2 separate regions of the Rattus norvegicus genome follow, and region 2 is linked to region 1. Evidence: chromatin contacts called from public Hi-C data. All regions are on one chromosome and are shown on one strand. The core of a region is the stretch at or near the end of the contact, and the rest is flanking DNA. Distances in the headings are between cores, read along the strand shown. Region 1 holds the start of Npas3 (neuronal PAS domain protein 3). Region 2 overlaps Npas3 (neuronal PAS domain protein 3).

Region 1 (6,805 bases), core at 2,833-5,332:
AATTTAGCATTAAGAGCCCAAATTCAATTTGGATTGAGAAGCAAAGTTGGAAAATTGAATCAAATACACCCCACCCCCCACCCCTGCACATACACACAATGTAGCATCTTCCTCACATGGTGTGACGGGGCCACAGCATCACTTCATGTCTGTCTCTGTCATGAATCCTACCAAATGGTTGTATACCATCCTTTCGGCTTCTTGACAGAAATCTTCCATTGCAGCACCATCATTTCAATAAACCACCATTCCAATCATTTCACTTTTTCATTGTGCATAGGATTTTATCCCATTTATTTCTTGTTTCATTTATTGTATACCGATCTCTGTCTCCAAGCTTATTTTTCTTCTTTAGAAGAATGTCTGGTCAAAACAAAGCAAAAATTAGATGCAATCAGACTGAGCGGGCGTTTCCTCCCCTACCTGTCACTAACAGCTTCCAATGGCAGACAGTGAAAACCCAAAGTCAAACCACTTAGCTAAAATGGAAACTAATTTCCAGAGAATGGATATTTTTAATGGAGAAGCAAAGGGCTTAGTTTTATCCTGACAACAAGAATGAGGATGTAAATTCGTGGACAGATACTGCATGCATGCATTCAGGGCTTACAACATCATGCCATCCTTTTCTGTATCTCTACATTCACTAACGTGTGCATTTGAATGGAGGGGCCTAGAACAAGAAAGTGTCTAGTTTACTGGAGTCCCTCTGCTTGGGTACATTCCAGGACAACTTTCAAAATATTTCAAAACAGCTGCCAGCAGGTAAAGATTTTAACTGACAGAGTAATGAATCTGACTCACGAATGAGAGAATAAACTTATATTTTGCTTAAGATCCTCAGTGAACACCAAGCTAAGCAGATCCTCTGCTTGCAAACCAACCTTCTAAGGTAATACATGTCAGGATAAAATACTGAAATACATAGGACACACTTCCCAAGGTAAGCTATCGTGCATTTCTTTGAGTATTTTTTTTTCGTCTTTGTGGTTTAGCAAACAGTTTCTGGAGGGCAGGAGTCATATTAATTCTAAATATGAATAATTGAAAGCTTCGTAATTTGAGGCTCACTTAACTGATTTAGCAGTATAGCATCTAATTGAAGAGGCTTCAGTGTTCGCAGTTTTAAACATCAGATGGTTCCTTTTGTGATAGTGTAGCCCCTTGGACTTCCCAGGAAAAAGGAAGGGGAACCAGGCTTACACATTTGCAGGCCAACTCTTCTGCAAAATAACTATTGGCTAGCGGGACACTTCCAATCTCACCCAGTCATGGAATTGGAACGGAAACAAAGAGGTCATATTGTTTGTACATAAATACATAACTAATTGTTGATTGTGCAGAAAGACATAATTTTTAAGAAAAAACTAATTTTTAGAACAACTCTTCCCCTCCTCCCTTGGCGAAAGAGGGTTTTTCTTTCTCTCCTGTTTTACCTGGTACATGGAGACTGCTTCAGAATCAGGTACATACAGTTAGAAACATTGCATGGCATTACTGATGCCTGCTTTCCCCAGGTCCGAGCCACTCATTGGAAGCTTCCCTTACCTGATTTTCTCAGCTACAGGTGGCTTTGTCAGCACCAGTGCCTGCAGTGGGCCAACTATGCAGACAGATGCTGTGGTATGGGAAGCCATTGCTTGCTGAGGAATTCAGTTTTAACCTCATTCCTTAGTCTTTCACTGACTTTCCTTTGGTTACAGCATTGCTGACCTTAACCCGGGCAGAAAGGCTCTAAGACATCCCTGCCCTCTACAGAATGGGCATGAAGTCTCTGTCTCCTTAGAAAACCTGAACAGAGCAAAGGGCTAGTATCTGAGATTCCTTCAGATCTAGTCCAAAGGTAAGGAGGCCAGAGCTTTGGGCTTAGGTCCCTCTGCAGGGGTCCTTATGAGGCTGGCTTCCACCAGCCCTGCCCTGCACCGGGCTCTCAACCAGGGTCTAAGCAGTTAGGTAATGCGTTTAATGTCTAGTCCTTCTGCTTGAAAATGACCCGGAAGCTGGAAGTCAGGACCTTGGTTCTGTCTTCAACAAACTCGTGGGCTCCTTCACACAAGCCACAGATGCTCATTACAATTCTTTTTACGTGCAACATGTGGGGGACGAAGCAGTTTCATATCTCCTGGTATTATCTGCCGTCCAAAGCATTTTCTTTGAGAGGAAAATGGAAACGCAGCTGCGCCGTGGGCTCGGCCAGTGAGAGCCAAGGCTCCCCCCACCCCCAGTCTCCCTGTGACTGCTGGGCGCGGAGGATCCTCCCAAAAGCCACTTGTGTTGGGGACGCCCAGAGGTTGCCCTGGCAGGAGCGGGATGGGGCCTGGCGAGGACTCGCCTTTGTCCAGCTCCTCTAGTTTCCAGAATCATCAGGGTGGGAGGGATAGCATGGGGCTGCTGCAGGGCGGGCATCTGGCTCCTAGATCCTGTGCCGAGTTGTCCTGCTGAGGAGTCTGTCACTCTACGCCTCAGCAACTTCAGGCCAATGGGTCTTGTTTCGCTGGATCATGGTGACCGACTGCTTCCCAGGCTCAAAGGGTTAAGCAGGTGCCCGGCCGGGAGAAGCCTGATTGGCCCTGGGTCAGGGCAGCGTGGTGGTCACAGTTAACTTGGGTTTGTTTGGAGGGTAGGCGATTGCCCTAAACCTTCAGCTGTAGTGCTGGGCTCCCTGACTTGTGTGGGGTGGGAAGGAGAGTACCAGAATGGGAAACCACCACCACCACCACCACCACCACCACCACCACCACCACCACCACCACCACCACCACCCCACCACCACCACCACCACCGCGCAGCAGCAGCAGCAGCAGCAGCAGCAGCAGCAGCAGCAGCAGCAGCAGCAGCAGCAGCAGCAGCAGCTAAGCTGGTCAGGGGCTTTGAGTGCAGGACACTAGCAGAGCCTGAGCCCCGCGTCCCTCAAGGGCTGCATCCGCCGGCATCTCGCATCTCCGCTCCGGCTCACTAGCCAGAAGACAGGGGAGAAAGTGGGCAACCCGTGTCCTGGGGAGGGATGGGGAAAAACGACCAACTCCCACGCCCCCCACCCTAGCTCAGTGCAAGTCTCACTAGAAAAACGCATCCAAACGGCTAGGATCCCTCTTCGCCCCCCTAATGAAAGGCGGTCTTAACAATGTGAAGTAACTGGAAGGCGCGAGGAAATAAATGCACGTGTTTTCTCTTTTTGTTTCCTTGGTGGTTGGAATTCGCAGAGTTCGTTTCAATTGTGGCTACTGATTTATTCGTTTCCCTCGGTCAAAGGGGGGCGTTAAGAGGTGGATCACTAGTGCAAACTAGGATCTAGCTGGACCGAGACCCCACCTCACAAGTTTCCCAAGACTAACTCTTCCGCTCACCAGGAGCGGGAAGAGCCCTTTCTTTTAAGCCGCCCAAACTCTCCATTGTACAAAAGCGCCAGTCGCCCCCCCCCCCCACTACTCCGTCGCCTTTGCAAACCACCTCTCCTAGATAAGTATCAAGTTCTCCAGGAACCCAACTTGCGCTTGGCCACACTTGCTCTGCTTAATGTGGAGAATGGTGTCAAAGAGGGGTCCAGGCTGAAACGGGAGGCTCTGGCGCCCCATTCCTACACCCGCGGGCTGGGATCCTGGTTTCTGGCAGCCTCGGAAGGCTGGAGCCAGCCCGGATGGTGGTTATTCCTCCAGAGAAAGGAGAAAGAGCGCACCACAGTCTTGCACTTTGTGTCGGAAGTGCTGTGTGTGTGTGTGTGTGTGTGTGTGTGTGTGTGTGTGTGTGTGTGCAGAAGAGGGAGGGAAAAATGCACCCTCCACTGCCCGTTATTCCCCTGCACCGGCCAAGTGCTCGCCAAGCTTCCCGGTGCATCCTTCCTCCTCCACCCCCTCCCCTTCTTCTCTCAGCTGGGCTCGCGCGGCGCTGCTAGAGCAGCCAGTGAAAGCAACATCCTGGAAAGAGGGGGGAGCAACAGTGCCCCCCAAAAGGGAGAAAAGGCCCCACCCTGACACGTTTTGCTGTTTGCAAGTCCCTCGCACACACCCCCCCCCGCACCTCCTCCTCGCCACCACCCCCCCACCTCAGCCCGCTGCGCGCACATCAAAGCGCCTCTCCGCCGCGCACAGTGGCCGCGGCTCACTAATGGGATTGCAGGCTGGTGCCTGGCTCCGCTGCTGCCGCCGCCGCTCGCGCCGCTGCTGCCGCCGCCGCCCGAACCCGAGCCCGAGACCCCGCCAGTCCGAGCCCAGAGCAGACGCGCCTGGGGCTCCAAGCCGCGGCGATGATCCGAATCTTTCCGGATTTCAGCGTGCAGGTGACGGCCGCGGCGGCCGGCGGGGCAGCCGCTGGGGTACCGGCCGGTGCGGGCATGGGGAGGGCCGGCGCCGCGGCCAACGGCACCCCGCAGAACGTCCAGGGCATCACCTCCTACCAGCAGCGGTGAGTAGTCCCGCCCGAGCTGGGATAGTATCCCCGCCTCGGGTACTGGGGTGGGACTCACTTTGCTCTTGTTTTGTGCCTTACAACACACATGCACCTCGTCAGGGCTTACTTTGCCTGCCCCTGTGCTATAGAAGGAGGGGTGGGGGAGGATACACAATCCGAATTGAAAAGCACTCTAGTGCACTGGCGAAGTGAAGTCATCCTTTGCCCTCTGCCAGGCCCCGAACGTTGAGCCTCAGCCCGGAGTAGCCAGAGAGTTCCAGTCAAGTCTGAGACGCTGCAGGAGATGCTTTTGCAAAGTTTGGGCTTCCTGTCCCCTTCCAGCAAAATGTTCTCAATGCCTCCGCGGGTGCGAATCCGCGCTGACGGACAGCCAAGGGAGCAATTGATCATCTCGGAGGCTGATTGATCATTTGTTTTCAAACAGGATAGAAACTATTTTCATGTGCAGCGATAGACTTGCGTTTCTACCTAATAGTGAGATCGTGTCACCTGTTACTACAGGGAAATACAATGTGCAATCTGAATCTCTTAGGCGCTGCTAACTATCTTAAACGCATTGTAATGCAAATGGATGAGATTCTGAGATCCAAGTTAGGAAGCAAATTTTACAAAAGTTAGGCTTGGTGGTGAGAAGGAAGTTTTAATACAGCATTTGCTTGTATTTTTCTAAAGATATTCTCTAGATTCAAGATAATTGTCATTAAAACACTGAGCACCCTTTGATTGAGATAGGAAATGAAGAGAAATCTACCACTATCAGCTTTCTAACCTTAAAGTTTTCCCTTTAAGAACAACTTTCGATGTTCTAAGATTTTATTGAAAATGTGATCCACAAAATCGCTATGAGAAAAACTAACAATGTAATCAAAAAGGTAAACTCTCCATTCACGAGGCTCAATTTTATGGTAGATGGAAGAAAAAAGAGCACACGAGAGTGTGAAATTAAATATTTGTGTTTCCCAGATTGTACACGATTAAACATCTGAGAGATTTGCCAATGGCATTTAACTTAAAATATACATAATGCATAATTCAAATTCCCATTTTACCTCATCTTTTAAACTTCATTGATTTGAGAGTCTTTGGTTTGAAACAATAGTACTTAAACTGCAAAGGTTACAGTAATCTGTCATTGCTATATTTTGTGCCTTCTAACCAATGGCCCAGTGACCAGATTTTGCCTAACACAGTATTTTCCAAGTTCATGTAATTGCAAATATTCTGTAGAAGACTTCATTACATGCTCTGCTTCTTGACAAAAGTTTTAAAAAGAAGTCGTGGAAATAACTCTAAAGGGGGCTGGCTAATCTTTGTCAGAGATTTTTTTATTATTAAATTATTTTACTCATGTTTTACTTAAGCGATTACAAGGAACCTTTAACAAAAAAAGATCTGGGCATCTTTCAAAGGCAGAACAGCAGTAAAGAATTCAGTTTTCCCTTTTTATGGTTCAGGTATGGGTTTTTTTTTTTTTTTGTCTTTTATAAAACATTTAAATAACAACAGAATCTGGCGGTCATTTTAACTAGGAAGTGTAGGCAATAGTGACAGTAGTGTGGTCTGTGAGGAAGAGATTCAAGGGTCAGACATGTCACATGGCCTTTGGACAATTCCAGGGACCTCCAGGAACTTAAGCTGACCCATAAGATGTAAATTGGGCATAAGGAGCTGTCATGAATCTCCCGCTCTTAGGGCTTTTTTTTTCTTTTCTTTTTTTCCCTCCTCAACATTGGCATTGTGCTTCAGAAAAAGATGATCTTGGGGTTTAGGAACATCCAGGGGCAGTCACCCCAACCCCCCCCCCCCAGCACCTGCCTCAACACTTCCCTTTAACATTTCCTTTTGGGATTCAGGACATTGGTAAATCATAACCCACTGCTTTTCTAAAGACAGGGGTTAGGAAAAAAAAACACCCAAAACCTCTAAACTTTCTCCTTTGGAGTGAATTATGCCTGCCTTTGCTTTAAATGTTCTCTCATACTGACAAGGTAAGATGATAGTGGTGAAATGCACTTTTCTTCGGTGTTGTCACTCAGATCTCATGACACCTGTTACTGTCTTTAATTTTAGTTAATTTGGGGGCAGAAGAGTTGGGCAAGAAGATTTTTGGCAGGTGTTGGAGGTAAGGTCTAAGCCAGGAGTCTCCTTTCACAGTTCACCAGCACTGGAGTCTTCAGGACTGGCTTCAGGGCTCTGAGGGGTAGACTAATTTCCACCTGGAGACCTGGACGTTCTGCTAAAGTGAATTGTGAAATAACGTTTAAAGACTTTAAGATACTTTTGGGGGAATCTGATGAGGGGTGACAGGAGTGGGTTTCAAAGCAGTGGCCTGCCTGTAGAGAGAGCACAAACTTCTCTTATTTGTCACCTCCGGGCAGAATTGCCCTGAACTGTCTCC
Region 2 (6,805 bases), core at 2,970-5,469, 43 kb after region 1:
ACCTCCTCTTGCAGGGCAGGACCAGTGTGCATTCAGTTCTGCATTGCACCAGTGCAGACAACCCCAAGCCAGTTCCTCCTCCCTTCTCACTTTCTTCCTGCGTGACCTCATCTGTTTCTAGAGTGTCGGATAGCTGTGCTCTCTGAAGGCCCATTCTGTCTCCTAGCTGCTCCACATCTCTCCTCTCAGTACTTAAGTTAAAACTGGAGTGAGGATTCTTCGTCACGTTCTGCTTTCTCACCACCTCTCTTCTCAATATAAGTCACGAGGTCCTCACGTTCCAAACTGAGAAGTTCTGTAAAATAATCCCCGTCTGCACTCCACCCAGCACCTGTGGGTGCCACGTTCTTTGCGTTAGTCACCTAGGCAGTATTGGAGGTAACCTGAGTTTGTGGGACTGTATTTTGCATAAATCCTTACATCTGTCCAGCACAGTATGTGAGTTGGCTGTGGGCACATACCACGGAAAAATAAGGTAGTTTTTTTTTTCGTATTTTCTTAGACTCTAGAACTTCTTCTACTTATTATTTCACTAACTTGTATATTTGCATATGTGTGCTGTACTTTGATGGATTTATTATACTCCACTGCTTATCTTCTCAGTTTTTAGGGGCAGGCCATTGACTTATATGGAATCCTTCATTTTGAAATGAATACTTCCTAATAATGAATGCAGCTTCCTAGCTTTGCCTTTACTCTTTATATCCCCAATAATATTATGTGCACAGTTTCTCTGTACAAAGGAGAAAAATATATACACGCCGGTTTTTATTGCTAAAGTCTTTGCCAGATCCTATAAATTTGAACCTCTGGGTTGAGGCTGTGATATATGTGAAGCGTCCTTCCCCAGCAATGGCGGGAGGTGGTACCACGCTGCATTTCGATATTTATAAATGCTTAGTGGGGGAAATAGAGTTGTGATGTGTTGTGCAGGGAAGTCCAGAAGAAAAGTTATTTAATACCACTTGGTTTTTAAATGAAGTCTGACTATAGATGGGTCCATAACGTCTTCTATAGAATTATCGCCTCACTCTGCCAATGAGCTTCATGGTCTTTACATGACAGTTATGTTCATGTGCATTCTTTTAAAACCATACTCTTTATTATTATTATTATTATTATTATTATTATTATTATTATAATATTTACTTACTGAGCATTCATGTGGGTGCACACAGGGCTGAGGGAGGCATGCGTGCTGGTGGTATTTGTGGAGGTCACAGGACCACTTGGGGCAGTTTGTTCTTCCCTCCCATCACAAGGGACCTGGGATCAAACCGATGCCCGCAGGCCTGCCGGCGAGTGCCTTCACCTGCCGAGCCATCTGGCTGGCCCTGATGGCTCAATCCTAGGTTAGTTTTATCGTTTCCTTCTTGTATGTGGTGTCAGTGTTTGCCACAGGGTCTCAGCAGAGCCGGGGCTGTCTTTCAGCTCATGACTCTCCTGCCTCATCCCGACTGCTGAGGTTGTAGGCACGAGTCGCCGCGCCTGATTTTGGCTTGGTTTTAATTCTTGCTGTATCTTAGAATTTGGAATGACAGCATGGAGTTGAGGATTTGTCTTGTCCTGCTCCTCATGAATCTACACACCTATAGAGCATGCGCGCTATGCTCCTCACGTATGTAGATCAGAGTGATGTACACACGGAACGTGTATCAGCTTGTTAATGTCTATGTCACGAGAAGACATTCAAATAGTATTAGATGAATGGACAGGAATGATAAAAGAAAGCTTGGAAGGAGCATTCTTAGTAAAAAAAACCCACTAGTTAGCCTCTTTGGTCTTTGGAGATGACCATCACAGATGACTCAGACCATCTGAGTGCTTCCTGCAGCGTTTCGTGGGCCACTCTCATGTTGTGTTTTGAAGGAAAGTGATATTGAAAGCCAGCATAGGTCTTGTAGCGTCCACAGAATTCTCTGTAGCAGTGTTGTCAGTGAACTGAGTAACATTGGGATGGCGGAAAGACTGTGTGGCATTTGCACGTGCACGTTCGAGATGGGAACTTCTTCAAAAAACACAATGGAACCTAAATAATGTCCCCATTGTTCATTCTTAACAGAAGACCCATTTTCTTTCACAGGGTGGAAATAGTTGACATTAATTATCTTTAGTCATGTGGATATTCTGTGAATTTTCTCCCCCTGTCTCCTAAAAGACTTTGTAGAAGGATGACCTCTGAGTCTGCAGCCCTGGCTTAGTCATTCAGAAGTTCTGAAGCTGAGGATCCGATTGCTGAAAATGGCTGCATGGAGGGATTTCTCTGATTTGATGTTAACCTTGTAGGCCTCCTAAGTCCAGGCTATAATGCGCAGAAGGATGTAAATAATTTGAGGACCAATTTATGTCGATTTCCTCTTAATGGGAGTTCTTTAAATTATGGTAATGATTATCGCTAGGAATTTCAGGGGGCCATATGGCATTGCATGTCTGAATATATTGTTTTAGCAAGGTATGCTCACGTCAGCTAAAGGACAAGCTGGCGAAGAAGAAGATAGCAAGGAAAGGCAACTCTTCTTAGTGGTGGACTTGGCAACAGAGGTCTCCATGATCTCTGCCTTATTCTTGTGGAGTTTAGGTCAGGTTTGAGTAAGCACAGCAGTGCATTGCAGAACCTATTGGGCTTTTCTTTCTAGTCAGTAACCTATGAGAGACAGCCACGTAACACAAGTACCACAGTGAGGAGACTGCCTTGCCTGCCACCTTAGCTGTTCCTATGCAAATCGTAACTTTTCAGTGTTTCCTGTAGCATTTATCTAATGCCAAAGATACACACTTTGTCTGGGAAACAAATCTTCTTTTAGACTTTTGACTTCCTTCAGACTTGACTTTCTTTTGGGATTATTTCGGTGAAGGCTTTCTAAGGAAGTTTTTTTAATTTATTTGCTTGTGTCTACATATGTCCATTGAGGATTATATATATTGAGCAAATAAAATGGGACTAAACTCCAGGGAGAGGGCATGCCATGGAAGAAGAAAGGAATCAGAGGCTGGGATCAGTCTCAAGGGCTCAGAGGAGGACAGGCAGTCAGCCTATGTGCGTTTTGCAAGGGTACTCAGGTTTCAGAGAAGGGGCCTGGATGTCAACAGCCAAGTCTCCATAATGCATGGGAATGATCTACAGAAGCTTTATGGTCCTGTCATGGCATGTTTGGTGAGTGAGTGTGGACCGACATGATCAAGGGTAGAGAAGTCTGTGAGTGAGGCACCAGTCAGAAAGTCCACGATGCTTCGTGATTGACGTGGGTTCCCCTGTCATTCAGAGAGGGCATAGAATGGACATTGTCACAGCTACCTGAGTGGACATGGAATCCACTAGGGGTTCTGAACTCTGTAGAGGCCAGGCCCTTTCAGATTGCTGCCCTGTCATGGTAGTTTGGGGACATCACTTTTGAAGACACTGGTAGGACTCTGGCTTGACTCCGCTCAGTTGCATTTGTATGATTTGCAGAAGAGCAGAAGAGCAACGGGCTTTCTTCCCCGCAAGTGTAACCATGTCCGCACTTAAGCTTATGTTTTAGGAAAATGGTAGTAATGTTTTGAAGCCTGAACTCTGGTTCAGCTAAGAAAGACATATGCTAATAAGGAGAAAGGGGAATGTGTTCTGTTCAATATAAAATATTTTGGCTAGACTACTGGGTGCCTACCTTGCAAGGAATCACAGATATTTGGCACGTTCAGAAAAGTGTTGGACGGGGCTGATTTGCTCTGACCGTCAGGAAGCCGTGGAGCCAGGACGCGGGGAGCCGTCTGTTTGCACTGGTTTATGGTGCTGAGGTCAGTGGGGAGGGAGGGTTTCGGTTCCATGACTGCATGTCAGTATATTTTTAAAGTGTGACCTAAATCTAAAGGCGATACTAACAGTAATCAATTCATAAATGAATTTGATGTGTTATTTGGTGGAGGCACAGGTTGGAACGATCGTTCCGAAGGGACGCCTGAGTAATGGGCTCACCGAGTTTGGGGTAGCGCAGCCAAGGATCAAGAGCAGGGTCCGGCATTTTTTTTTTCCGGCCGGCCTGTGGGAATGCAGGTCTTTCACTACAGAGTGGATATGATTTTACTCGATTTTTTTTAAAGGTGGAGAAATGAATGGGGCATGCATTCATGTTTTCACCTAGGCCAAGTGGAAGACTTTGCAGTGATGTAACCCATTAGGCTAGAGAAGCTTTTCTGTGCACTGCCCCGCGGGGCTGAGAGTAAGTTATGAATGCGGCACTGTTCTCCGCGCACAGGGCCTTGCCGGGAAGAGAGCGGTGTGCCTGGGCCCCAGCTATTGAGAAGATGCCAGTCAGGGATGAAAACGTCTTTCATGAAACTATAGCTAACTTCCCTGTGACACATTACCATAAAGCAGAGAGTATTTAAAAAACCAACAGTCTGAAAAATACACACAATACTTTATAAAAGTCGGAAGGCTTTATGTTCGGGTGTGCATGTTTAGTGACTAAAAATATACAGGTTTGTGTCAGAACGCCTTTGAGTGAATTGTTCTAAGTAGCTTTCCTCCGCGCTCCCTCTGTCTGTTCACAGCTCTGGTTTCTTTTGCCTTTTGGTTGAAATTACAAAAGATGTCTTCTGAGACAAATGCTGGCCCATGACATCAGGACGAAGGAATGCTCAGCCTGGTCCAGCGTGTGTAAAGCATCAGCTGCTTAACAAAATGTTACATTTTCCAGGGTAGATTTAAAAATTTTGGATGATCCCTGAGAGTAGGAGTAAGCGCAGACAGGCCTTTATAGGCACTCTTGTTAGAGGCGTGCCAAAATGAGAATTTTTTACGTTAATATTACATACTTCTCCTCCCCTGAAACAGAAAAATGTACTGTGCTCTGCATAAGACATGTGCTAATAATTGATGGTCATAACCACAGTAGGATATAGTACAGAATTTTAAAATTTGAAAACATTATAGATGTTTCAGTTGTACATGTAAGTACTAAATCTTTGAATTTTTTTTTTGAGAGCTAAATTTTGTGGACTTATATGACTCATATTCAGTGAGAAAACATAAAATATGTTTAATTGCTCTTTATTCTTAGGTCTTACCAGGACTTAGTTTGGAACATTCCATAGCATTTCCTGTATTAGAATAGCACATAAACAGATTGACCAAAGTTCAACACATGCATAAAATATTTATTTTTATTTTTTAACTGTGAGTATCCAGTTACAGTTAGTTATTGCTATTAGTCTCCACACTTAATTCTATATCAGCAGAAGAAAATGGGAATTCTTGAAAAAAAAAAACTTTAACAAGTACAAGTTCAACGAAATACATTAAGATGTCAATATATAAACAATTCAAATCAGAAATCAGATGTGAGACATCTTTCGTTTGGTGATTTATTGCCAATATATGTAATACGTAAGAGTTATAGGAACTGTCTACTGCTAGATTCTATTAAATTGTGACTTGAGAAACTAATCATTTTGGTAAAGCCATGTGTACCAAAGACAGTCTGAAGGGATCAAAGGATTTCCTCTCACATAGGAAGGAAAAACATTAAATGTTAAGGAAAAGAAAGCAAGAGTGATGACTGGCACTCGAAGACTGAGCGTGGATGAGAGCTGAGCGTGGGTGATGGCTGGCTCTCATAGGCTGAGCGTGGGTGATGGCTGGCTCTCATAGGCTGAGCGTGGGTGATGGCTGGCTCTCATAGGCTGAGCGTGGGTGATGGCTGGCTCTCATAGGCTGAGTGTGGGTGATGCCTGGCTCTCATAGGCTGAGTGTGGGTGATGGCTGGTCCTCATAGGCTGAGCGTGGGTGAGGCAAACATGTGACTTGATTCTGTCCTGTGGCAGTTCACAGGGATGCTGCTCCTGAATTGGAGAGGCAAACTGGTGAGAAGGAAGAGTTTGCTCACATAAGGTGACCTGGAAGCCTTGGAATTGATGAAAGCTGACAAAAGTCAACCTTCATGTGATGTTTAGATCTACTTTCAGGACATGGGCTATTTAGAAGTAATATGAAGACAGTAGGCTGGGCAGGAGACTTGGGGGTGTGCCCACAGATGCTTTTGTACAGGGGACCTGGACATACCTTTTCTGACATTAGAGCCAAATGGAAGAACTTGTCAGGGTAGAGGGTAAAGGGACACCTTAGCGACGTTCCCTGATACATTTTCCCTTTGACCTGCAGCTTGCAGAGGGTTATTCCTTAGTTCTCTTCGCCTTCCGACAGGTTTTTATACACGTTATTCCTTCTACACGTATTTGCAAGTTTTGTAGGTATATTATAGAGCATTTAGGCATCATGTGGTTTCTCTTAGCATGTGATACTTCGGTCATCAGAACGAAGCCTTCCTTATTGAACGTAACCAGGTAGAAATGTAACTGCAAAGATGATTTTTTCCCCTCACTCTTTACGACTGGATTTTTCCACTTCTCAAAAGAACACTCATGTTTCTTTAATGTTAAATTATGAACTCTAATTCATTCTGGTATATGATACTGGTTTAGAAATAGACTCTTTGAGGTAAGGATTGTAATTGATACAGAGGGGCTGTACCAACCCACAGACACGTTGAGGATATGGACTTTTAGCTGGTTTGTTACTGTCTGAGGAGACTGGTGACATTTGTATATGTGTGGTGCTTTTCCTACGAGGACTCTGGAGGTTACAGACAGTGGTGTGTCATCATTGTGAGATGTCACCAACCAGCAGGGAAGCACAATGGAGCGGATATGCGCCCTTCTGTTGCCCTTGCTGTCCTTGAACTCCTGTTATGTAAAAGTTCTCTGTGTTCTAATCTGTCAAAATCCACATTCGGACTCCTCAAGAAGGCCTTTCAAGCTGTATTTC

Evidence for each region. Hi-C and Micro-C count contacts between places; a contact is called where the count stands out from the background.
Region 2: a Hi-C map of Schwann cells shows a contact between it and region 1, with 2.1 times the contacts expected there. The contact joins the enhancer-like site here to the promoter of Npas3 in region 1. A contact is called at or near these places in 3 of 12 Hi-C or Micro-C datasets (Schwann cells, frontal cortex and prefrontal cortex) and 1 of 1 datasets of contacts at active chromatin or transcription factors (oligodendrocytes).

Annotation. Positions count from the first base shown.
Region 1 is chr6:76,434,225-76,441,029 of GRCr8, forward strand. It overlaps Npas3 (neuronal PAS domain protein 3), which reads left to right and starts at 4,083. Exons shown (of 12, transcript NM_001427296.1): 1 at 4,083-4,401. The coding sequence starts at 4,244.
Region 2 is chr6:76,477,567-76,484,371 of GRCr8, forward strand. All of the region lies in intron 1 of Npas3 (neuronal PAS domain protein 3), which reads left to right. Among named protein-coding and RNA genes, the nearest start is that of Npas3, 43 kb to the left of the region's middle. Within about 2 kb of position 4,220, at least 45 of the 93 cell types and tissues checked have an H3K27ac peak or open chromatin away from gene starts, as enhancers often do. A contact at or near this core is called in Schwann cells, where this site is marked.